3 separate regions of the Mus musculus genome follow, and regions 1 and 3 are each linked to region 2. Evidence: chromatin contacts called from public promoter capture Hi-C data. All regions are on one chromosome and are shown on one strand. Each heading gives the region's core, a stretch centred on a gene start, on an enhancer-like site or on the middle of the called end of the contact. The rest is flanking DNA. Distances are from core to core; before and after follow the strand shown. Region 1 overlaps Garnl3 (GTPase activating RANGAP domain-like 3). Region 2 holds the start of Ralgps1 (Ral GEF with PH domain and SH3 binding motif 1). Region 3 overlaps Garnl3 (GTPase activating RANGAP domain-like 3).

Region 1 (3,126 bases), core at 55-2,554, 280 kb after region 2:
GCAGGATCGTATGGTAACTGTGTAGTTTAATCAGAAATGGCCTCTCTGCAATGAGCAAGTGTGGAAGCTTCTTCACACCTTCTGCATTATTTGTGGTGGTCATCGCTTTTCATTCCAGAGAAGCAGTTTTAGACTGGTAGAGATTGTTAGTGAAGAGAACTGTGCAGTGATTTATCACAGGACTCTTTATGCTAAGGAACCATGTAGGCTCTGGGTATATGGCCTTCCTCAAAACTTAGTGGATACATAAATATTATGTGAAGAATGTATTTCAAAGTGTTTAAAGAAAAAAAAAAAGAGGACTAGCAGACTGGGGAGATGGCTCAGCAGTTAAGAGCATAGTCTGCTCTTCTAGAGGACCAGAGTTCAATTCCCAGCACCCACCTGGCAACTCACGATTATCTATAACTTGAGTCCAGAGGACCCCATGCCGTCTTCTAACCTCTTAGGGAATGCACACATGTGATACACATACATGTATGTGTAAAAACACCCAAGCACGTTAAAGATAAAAATTAAATAATCAAAGGGCCCTGATTTGGGGGATGCATTCACTCCAGAAACCTCCCTCCTTGGTTCCTACTTCCTGATTTCCTCCATGCCTTCACTAGAAGTCTTATATGTCATCATTAGAATTAATGTACAATCACATCTCTGCTTTTCTGTCTCTTGATATATTTTAGAAAGCAAGACAACTGGTCTCTTGTATACCATGCTATTTTGGTACCTGTTGTTAGGAAACCCTGGATTCCTTCCAAGCCTCAGTCTGTAGTCTGGCACCATTAAAAAGTTGATTTGGCCTTCAGTGGGGGATCCTTTCCATCTGTGTCCTGCTGTGTGCTTGTCAGGGGGCTAAGGCCTGTGTTGGCACTCACATTGAACTCTCCTACTGGAGAACTTAAGAAAACTGCATGGTGTTTCTCACAAAGTCTCTTCACTGACCAGAGAGAGCATTTATTGATGCTGTTGGTTTTAAACATTAACTGGGTCTGAGACCCAATGGGAGCCTGGCCGCATGGGTCTGGCCAGTTGAGAGGGGTGGCACCGATCTCAGGGCCAGCGGGGTGGGAACCACCTGTCTCCCCTTGTCTTCTTACTCAGTCTTAGCAGCTCTTGACTCGGCAGAGGACCTGCTCCTGCTTTCCAGGAATCAGACTTACATAATAGCAGCTGCTCTAGCCTGTGTGTAGAGCGGAAGGCTTTGATTCCATCCCAGGCCATATGTAGAGACTTAGCATGGAGGTCCTCCACACTGTTCGAGCTTCCAAAGTGAGAGCCAGCATCCTTCCACACCACTTTTCAGAAACAGAAGGCTTTCTATTTAGAGCCTGGACAGCACGGTACATAGGGAGTTGGAAGTTTCCTGCTTCCTGTCTGCACCTGCCTCGCTCTGGTGGCCCACTGCACCAGCCTCACTTGTCTTTTCTCCTGTCATGGCAGCAGTAGGTCTGGAGTAGTTTCTAACTGAAGTACCCTGCTAGGCCAACACTCTTAAGGAGAAGATGGGTGCCAGCATTGGTACGTGCCCTCAGTCTGGTCCCAGGAAGCCCACTGCTTGGACCAGGCTCTCTCTTGCTGATACATGAGGGAAGAAGGAGTTTATTTAAAAGTCTTTTTAAAGGTTAATTATTTATGGCAAATTCCTCTTCTTGGCTCTCTCTAAAAACCTGAGAGAAACTGAGATTAATAATTGAGGCAATAATAATAGCAAACACTCAGATGAGCTTTCATAGTGTAACTTAGCATATTGGCTGCTTTTCCTTATGGATTCTTTGTAATTCTCTTAAATGGAATATCTTTACCCACAATTCAAAGATGAGGGAACTGATGTCCAGAGAGGCTAGGAGCCCAGGGCTGTGGCTGCAGCAGTGCTTGGAGGGAAAACACCCACTTCCTCCCATCGACAGGAGCCTAGGCCTGGTACTTCTTTTTTTTTTTTTTTTTTTTTTTTTTGAGACAGGGTTTCTCTGTGTAGCCCTGGCTGTCCTGGAACTCACTCTGTAGACCAGGCTGGCCTCAAACTCAGAAATCTGCCTGCCTCTGCCTCCCAAGTGCTGGGATTAAAGGTGTGCGTCACCACTTCCCCGGGTGGCTTGGTGCTTCCTTGTGGATATACTATAGCATGGTTGCCAGGTTTTCCAGGGATTCCAGAAGCACCGAGAGATTAATTTTTCAAAGTATCACCTGTGACCACCTGCAGTGGAACCTCCAGGCTGCTTGCTTGGCTGGCAGATGGGCTGAACACGATTCTCTGTGTTCAGAGACCTGGTCTCTGGGACTAGGACCAGGAAATCTGCATTGTTACAGAGCTCTCCAGGGGAATCAGAGTGAGTGTTTTATGGGAATTAAGGCCCTGAAACCAACTGTAGGGATTCATGAGACCACTACAGGGGATGGCAGTGTGGTTTTTGTTTGTTTTCTTTTGAGAGCCATTTAGTAAAGAACTTGAGCTTTATAAGCCATCAGGGTTTCTGTTGGAACTACTCAAGTCCACTGTTGAAATGCCAAAGCAGATGGACAGTCCATAATCTGTAGGTGTGGCTGTGTTCCAAGAAAACTGCTTTCAAAGCAGACAGTGGATTGCTGTCCTGATGTAGAGTCATCCTGGTCTGGGCTTCTTCTGCGTCCCCTCTACAGAAGTTACATTACACCTCTTGCTGACTACAGAGCTTACTCATGGTAGGAACTGGGTATGAATCCTATTGCTTAGGTTGTAGTGGGGCATTCAAAGCAGCTATGTAAGAAAGCCTCTCCTCTCCAAGGCATTCAGCATGAAACGTTACTTATTATGGTGAGCCTAATGGTATAGGCCTGTTATCCAGATATTTTGGAAGCTGAGGGAGGAGGATCCAAGTTCAAAACCAGCCTCCGTAACTTAGAAAAGTGCTGCTTTCTATTCCAAAATAGAGTTATATTGCATGCTAGGGATATAGCTCAGTGGTAGAGCACTGTACTTCTATCTTTACTTAAATCCATTGTTCTAGCTTGCCTTTCTGTAGCTAAGGGGGGAAAAAAAACCACTAAAACCACAAGCAAATTAAGGGAGGAAAGGGCTTATTTCAGCTTACAATTCCAGGTGATGGTCTATGGTTGAGGGAAGTCAATACAGGAACTCAAACAGATCAG
Region 2 (3,473 bases), core at 805-3,304:
TAGAGGTGGATGCCAGAGGTGACAGATCAACTTGAAGCCGAAATTATAGGCAGTTGTGAAACCTGATATAGATGCTAAGTACTGAACCTGGGTCCTCTACCAGAGCAGTATGTACTATTAACTGCTAAGCCATCTCTCCAGCCTCCTCAACATTCATCTTCCATAAAGAAACTGAGGCATGCAAAAAAGTAACTTGCATGTGTGCACACAGTTAGCTGCTGGCACAGCCAGACCGTGAACTCAGGCAGCAAGTCCTCTAAGCCTTATAGTAATTTATATTTAGAAAAACAACTATAGTACTTGTTTTTTTTTAAATTTATTTATTATTATATGCAAGTACACTGTAGCTGTCTTCAGACACACCAGAAGAGGGCAACAGATCCCATTACAGATGGTTGTGAACCACCATGTGGTTGCTGTGATTTGAACTCAGGATCTTTGGAAGAGCAGTCAGTGCATGTGCAGTGTATGTGCAGGTGATGCACACGCATGCAGAGGTGGCCAGAGGAGGATGTCAAGTGTCCTGCTTTATACTCTCCATCTTATCCCCATGAGATAGGGTCTCTCACTGAATCTGCTAGCCAGCAAGTCACAGCAAGTCTCCAGTTTCCATCCCCCAAATCCTAAGCATTAGGGTTACCTCTACAAGCACGTCCATTTTCTTTCTTTCTTTCTTTTTCTTTTTCTTTTTTTTTTTTTTTTTTTGGTTTTTCGAGACAGGGTTTCTCTGTGTAGCCCTGGCTATCCTGGAACTCACTTTGTAGACCAGGCTGGCCTCGAACTCAGAAATCCGCCTGCCTCTGTCTCCCAAGTGCTGGGATTAAAGGCGAGCGCCACCACCGCCTGGCTACGTCCATTTTCTTATGCGTGTCCTGAGCACTCCACTTTACGCTAGACCATCACTCCTAACTTTATAGCCATCTACCCAAGCTTCCTCAAGCTTGCGCTCAGCTCTCAGCCTCTCTGGATTCCAAATTTTCTAAAAGAATCCTCACACCATGCATCTCTTGTTTTATCTAAGGGAAACAGTTTAAGACTATCCTTCGGGCATCACTGTGTTCTTCATGCAAAATAGCAGACGTTTGCCTCAGAGATCCCCTATTCCCTCACCTCACTCTTAAAGTGGTTTAATTTCTGCTGATTCTCTTGTTTTCCTCTCCCTCTTCTTTTAAATAGTGCAGTATCTAAATCTTTCCATAAGCGACGCCATAGCAGCAAAAATTACGTTATCAAAATGATCTTGTCTACAAGTCCAAAGAGCATCCTACCCTCCTTTCTCTTGTAGGCGTAACAGAATTTTGCTGTGGTTCTGACTTTAGGGATTCACAGCCACCCACTGGCTTCCACGGTCTTTGTAACTTAGTATCTCTGCCTTTAAGCCAGATGATTTAAGCTCTACTCACTGCGTTTGCCTGGCCCAGCCATAAAAGGGTCTGGGTGCAGGGAGACAGCTTCCAGGCCCATTCTCCCTGCTTTGAACGCTATGGTCTTGGGCAAGACCCTCTTCAGGCCTAACTTTTACCTGTTGTGAAAACCATGGGTCAGTCTCAAGGACCTCGAAGTGTGTTATTGGATTGACTGTGATTGTCAATTTGACAGATTTAGAATCACATAAAGAAACCTAGGGATAGGTTTGTGAAGAATGGGACTAAGGTGATGATGTCTTGCTCACAAAGCCTTTTTTTTTTTTTTTTTTTTTTTTTTTTTTTTTGATGTTGTTGTTGAAAACGATAAACTCTAGGTAGGAATTTAAGAAGGACACTGGGTGAGGCCTGGAAGGATGTTTGTAGACTGAGTCTATTTCTAGGCAGGGGGTGGGCGTGGCGGGCGGCTGAGCCCGACGAGAACAGCAGAGCATCCTTGCAAGCCTGAGCGTCTGCAAGACCGAAGCGCAGGCCGCGGCTGGTGGGGTGGGGGGTGGGGGGGTGGGGGGAACGGGGACCGCTGCTGCAGCGGCTGCGCACTGGTGCAACCAGCCGGTTCATTTGCGTGTCTCCGCCCCTACGGCAAGCTGGTTGGAGAACCCTGGTATGGTGCCGCGCGCCGATTGGCTGAGCCGGCCGCCGCTCAGGCCCAGGAGTGGACGGTTCCTACTGCGGCTGGGCACCGGCTGGGCTCCCGCGTCGGCCTCGCGTTTCAAGCTTGCGCCTGGCTCAACCTCAATCCGGCCCCGGTCTCGGAACGAAGGCGCCGCTGCCGCTGGGCCTCTCGCAAGACCATGAAGAAGCGGTGGCAGCCACTGCGGCCCTCGTCAAGGTGACCAGCCCGGACTACAGCGGTGAGAGGAGCGGCTGGCGGGGCGGGGCCCTGGGCGCGAGCCGCTGCAGGTGCGGGGGGCGGAGGGGGGGGGAGAATGGGGGCGGGCGGGGCGGGATCCCCGGCCGGAGGGGGTGGGGCGGGGCCTCGGCTCGAGGGTGGGACCTCGGCTTGGGGTTGGAGGGGGGGGCGGGACCATGGCCAGCTCGGGTCCCAGGGACGCGAATGACAGCGTGTGGTTGTCGGGGAGATGGCGGAGCGGGGGGGGGGGGTGGTGGTGGTGGTGGTGGTGTTGGGGGGGAAAGGGCGCAGGTGCAGGAGGCGGGTCCCGCGGCCTGATGGATTGGGGGCGGAGCCTGGGCGCGAGGCGTGGGGTCTGGAGGGAGCTCAGGTCTCTGGGACCAGAAAGGGAACCTGTGTGTAGGTTAGCGGCGGGGAAAGGGCTCAGGTGCGAGGGGCGGGGCATGGGGTGGCAATGGGAGGGGCTGCAAGGAGAGTCTAGGGAAAAGCACAGGTGCAGTGGGCGGGGCTGGGGAAACCCTGTAGGGGCGGGGGCGGGGGGAGGCAGGGGGCGGGGCTGAGGATCATTGGCAGGTCCGGAAGCAGGGCTGCAGGTGAGGACTAGCCTGAGGGTGAGTGGGACCCTTTTTGGAGAAGGAAGAAGCTGCCCTCTCCGCCGCCGTCTTGGGGCTTTGGGTTTTCTGCAGGCTCTGGAGGCATCCATGGTTGTCTCTTGGAGGGGCAGGCCAGGGCAGCCTGTGTCTTTGCTGAGTCGTACAAGGATCGCAGCTGCCCTGGTTAATAGGCCGACTGCTTTCCTGAGCCAAACCGAGCCCTAAGTGGGCACACTGCCTTTGTTGTTGTTGTTGTTGTTTTTGTTTTACTCCCCTGTTGCTGTTGAAGGAGCTTGGCTGGATTTCGGGGTGGTTAGGTTTCATTGGTTGATCAGCTGTTGGAAAATGTGTGCTCTTCAAGAGTAGTCGTTGATGCTATGCTCGGAAGGGTTCTGGATCTCATGGTAGCAGATGCTCATGCAGATCTTCACAGTGCTGGTCTCAAAAAGATAGAAAAGGCAGCGTGGTGGGGGCGAAGAGGCGGAATGAGAACTTGGCTCTTTGGAGCTGGGACAGACACCTGGGAGTTATTTTTGCCTTTTTGTGTGTTTTGTTGTTGTCAAAGTGACCATCCCTGGTGCCTAATTGTGACCTTCCAGGGCC
Region 3 (3,414 bases), core at 199-2,698, 350 kb after region 2:
ACCATGTAGGTATAAAGAGTCCACACAGTCTCTGTCTCTGAAGCTGTCTGGCCTTTTATACAAAAAAAAAGTGTCAACCGCATATCTAGGAACTCATTTTGGAAAGACAACTAGGGTCAAATTAGATAGAGCCATCTTGGCACTAAGTATGAACATTCAAATGAGCAGAGGAGAGTCAGAGGTGTAGGTCAGTGGAGGAGCACTGGGGTAGACTGTTTGAAGCCCATGTGCATGTCTCTCCCTCAGACACCCTCGTGACTGCTTCCTGAGCTCCTATGGGTCCCAGAACAGGTCAGGGTATAAGGAAGCAACGGGTGGAGGGAACGTTGTCCTTCAAGCTGGTGAGGAGGTTTGCACTGGGAGAGGAGCCCGGTGGCTTGTCAAGGCCACATGACGTCCGGCTGTGCAGTGGCTGTGGTGGTTTGCTACAGTGTCTTAACTGAGTGACCCTTGTCAGAGCAGCTCTTCTCACCATGTCATTTCTCCTCCTCACAGGTGGAAAGGAAGCGCCACATTGGAAACGATATTGTCACCATCGTGTTCCAGGAAGGAGAGGAGTCCTCTCCCGCCTTTAAGCCTTCCATGATCCGCTCCCATTTTACACGTATCCTGGGTCTTCATAAATGCTCCTGCCCACCAGCCTCCTGGGGCCTCCCAGGACATGTAATAGGCAGCGTGACACCCACCTGAGCGGCTAGTCTGACACCCGCCACCGGGCAGTGTGCCCAAGTGCTGCGTGTTTCTTTCTTGCCCGCCTCTGAGGCAGCGGGGAGGAGTCCTCGGGGACTGTTTCATTGTGTTTCTCAATTTATACACACACAAGATCCCTTCACCACACCCTCCACTACCCTCCCATCCTTCCCCTCTTCTGACCACCCCTTCTTCCTAACAAGGCCCCTCTGCTTTCTCACCTGGGTGTGTCCCACCTGTGTCTAACCAGGGATGCAGTTAAAGCCTACGCAGATGGTCATTTATTTGAGTGAGAGCAGCTCATCAGTAGCTACACCACTGAGAAAATGACTTTTTTTTAAATTATTTATGTATGTGAGTTCACTGAAGCTGTATTCAGACACACCAGAAGAGGGCATCAGATCCCATTACAGATGGCTGTGAGCCACCATGTGGTTGCTGGGAAATGAACTTAGGACCTCTGGAAGAGCAGTCATCCACTGAGCCATCTCTCCAGCCCGAAAATGGCTCTTTGTACCCCAGCAGCCATTAACTGCCTATAGCTCTTCAGGGAGGGGCAGGGCCTCAGGAGCCCCTCCCCATCCACAGTGGGATGTTGATGGGCCTAGGCCAGTACAGGTAGGCACTGGCTGTGAGTTTGCAGGTCAGAAGACAGTGTTTCCCAGCTCACTTCCGGCCTGCTGCCTCAGACCTCTGGGTGCTAGGGTTACAGGAGCATGCGACCACACCCACATTGACTTTCAGAATGCCTCCTCTTTCCTCAGGAAGTCTGTGAAGTGAGGCAAGCTTCCTATTATGAACTGGTAATGAACAATTGTGAAGGATAAGTAGTGACCCCTCTGGGAAGTGACGTCAACTATAAAATCTGTTGCCGCATGCCTGTAGTTCCAACACACTGAAGGCCTGGGCCTGTGTGTGTGTGTGTGTGTGTGTGTGTGTGTGTGTGTATCTGGGCATGCAGACTGACACCTGTAATTACAGCACCCGAGAGGCTGAGGCAGGAGTTCACTGTGAGAAATTATTCTAAGCCTGATACTACCTGCTAAGTTGAAGTATGCTGCGGCATGGTAACATTAACAATGTTACGCACATCGCCTAACCCTGCCCAGCTCACTGTCTGTAGATGCCCGTGGTGGGGCTGGCCCTCTCAACATTGCTCAGCCAGACAACCCCAGGGCATGTGTTCGTCCTATCTGCCAGACCTCAGTCACGGCCCACTTACCATGGTTACAGGCCAGGAGAGCCAATCTCAAGGCAGCGGCTCAGAAGGTTGGCCACAGTAAGGAAAGGACATCTAGTGGGCATTCTCAGAATGAAGTTGAGTCTCATTACTCCTGTTCCCAGAGACCCCGGGAAAAACACCGGGGGACAGACCACTGCGCATCAGGTGCCTGCCAATAAAACTGACTTGTCTCAAGTCAGACAACAGAGCTCACAAGGAGGTTTTTAAAAGTTGAAATGGCCAAATTTCTCCCACAAGGGTAGGGGTTATAATTAAGGTGAAGACACACCCTCCTTGGCTCCTCCTACTTACAGCATAATGTCCCCCATTTATTGGGCTGTGGCACTAATATTCCCCTTTTCCTGGTGACAGAAGGCTTCTCTGAGTGAAGCCCAGAAGACAAGGTAGCTAGATAGCTAGAGACACTTTAGGGTGCTCCCTATTAGACATTCTGCACACTGGCCTGAGCACATATGCAGGTGGTCGGTGTGACCTCATCCCGCAGAGTACAGGAGTGGCTGCACCCGAGTGTTGCTGCCTTCAGCCCCAGGCAGCAGCAGGGCTGGAGGTGAGATGTGAGAGCAGGCCAGAGGAGCACTATTGGGTGCGGCAGTTGTGCTCTTTGATTTATTTTTAAAGAGTTGTATTGAGATTGAAGCCCCATAGCATATCATTTGTCCTTTTTTCTTAAACGCTGGTGGAAGCCAGGTCTCCCACAAGTCCCGAAAGTGCTCTGCCACTGACCCACAGCCCGAGCCGCTCGTTGAGCTTCATCCCAAGCACAGGCGCCTCTGCTCAGCAGCTGCCAGCGGCTACACTGGCTCGGTCTGTTTTGTCTGCCAGAGGCAGGAGGAGAGGGAAAGTGTACAGCAGAAACATTTCCATTGTTTCCCCGTGTGGTGGAATAGATGAGTAGCCGGCGCCAGGAGCTGCTGCTCTGGTTCCCTGGCTGCTTGACTGTTTCATGGATTTCCTTATACACTCCCATGACAGCTGTGGAGGCTTCACCTAACCTTTTCCCAGTATAAGACCACACAGATGCTAACACTAGGCACAGGGCTCCCCTGTGTGTGTGTGTCCCTTGTAAAGGGGTGGAGTTTTGTCCCAACTTCAGAGCAGTAGGTACCTAGCCACAGGGAGGCCTGCTCAAGAACACTTCTGCAGGCAGGGTTCTCAGATCCAGCTCTCCAGTGTGAACATCAAGGGTATTGATGAGTTGCCTTGACTGTCCCCACAGATATTTTTGCCTTAGTGAGGTATGACCAGCAAAATGACAATTACAGGTAGGTAAAGACCTTGTCTCTCTTCTTGCTCTAATTCTAAAATTTGTGTCACCAGTCGGTATTGGCCCTCAAACGACCCTGATGTGCTTGCTTCTGGGGTTCATTAGGTGCAATCTCACCTTCTAGAATATTCTGTCTCTCTCTTCAGGGAAAGATTTTGCTCCATGTAGTATTGCTATGCACAGTAGGCCCAGGGTTCAGGGTTAGTTTGGTGTTTGT

The links. Promoter capture Hi-C pulls out the DNA fragments that hold promoters and counts their contacts.
Region 1: a contact with region 2 is called in a promoter capture Hi-C map of hippocampal neurons, with 2.6 times the contacts expected there. The contact joins the enhancer-like site here to the promoter of Ralgps1 in region 2. A contact is called at or near these places in 14 of 39 promoter capture datasets (the 3T3-L1 cell line, 3T3-L1-derived adipocytes, HPC-7-derived erythroid cells and 9 more), 1 of 15 datasets of contacts at CTCF or cohesin (large pre-B cells), 15 of 484 Hi-C or Micro-C datasets (8-cell embryo, CD8 T cells, the MNK3 cell line and 10 more), 11 of 115 datasets of contacts at active chromatin or transcription factors (bone marrow-derived macrophages, embryonic forebrain, embryonic stem cells and 4 more) and 2 of 9 other capture datasets (embryonic stem cells and liver).
Region 3: a contact with region 2 is called in a promoter capture Hi-C map of the 3T3-L1 cell line, with 5 times the contacts expected there. The contact joins the enhancer-like site here to the promoter of Ralgps1 in region 2. A contact is called at or near these places in 18 of 39 promoter capture datasets (the 3T3-L1 cell line, 3T3-L1-derived adipocytes, the C10 cell line and 12 more), 2 of 484 Hi-C or Micro-C datasets (bone marrow-derived macrophages and embryonic stem cells), 6 of 115 datasets of contacts at active chromatin or transcription factors (T-cell acute lymphoblastic leukemia, embryonic basal ganglia, embryonic forebrain and 3 more) and 3 of 9 other capture datasets (adipose tissue, liver and macrophages).

What each region holds. Positions count from the first base shown.
Region 1 is chr2:33,088,954-33,092,079 of GRCm38.p6, reverse strand. The region is part of intron 2 of Garnl3 (GTPase activating RANGAP domain-like 3); the gene reads left to right. Among named protein-coding and RNA genes, the nearest start is that of Garnl3, 40 kb to the left of the region's middle. Within about 2 kb of position 1,304, at least 15 of the 459 cell types and tissues checked have an H3K27ac peak or open chromatin away from gene starts, as enhancers often do. A contact at or near this core is called in the MNK3 cell line, cerebral cortex, cortical neurons and 1 more, where this site is marked.
Region 2 is chr2:33,370,075-33,373,547 of GRCm38.p6, reverse strand. Ralgps1 (Ral GEF with PH domain and SH3 binding motif 1) reads left to right here and starts at 2,054. Exons shown (of 20, transcript NM_175211.5): 1 at 2,054-2,278.
Region 3 is chr2:33,023,270-33,026,683 of GRCm38.p6, reverse strand. It overlaps Garnl3 (GTPase activating RANGAP domain-like 3), which reads left to right. Exons shown (of 30, transcript NM_001355200.1): 13 at 496-604; 14 at 3,150-3,195. Among named protein-coding and RNA genes, the nearest start is that of Slc2a8, 43 kb to the right of the region's middle. Within about 2 kb of position 1,448, at least 40 of the 459 cell types and tissues checked have an H3K27ac peak or open chromatin away from gene starts, as enhancers often do.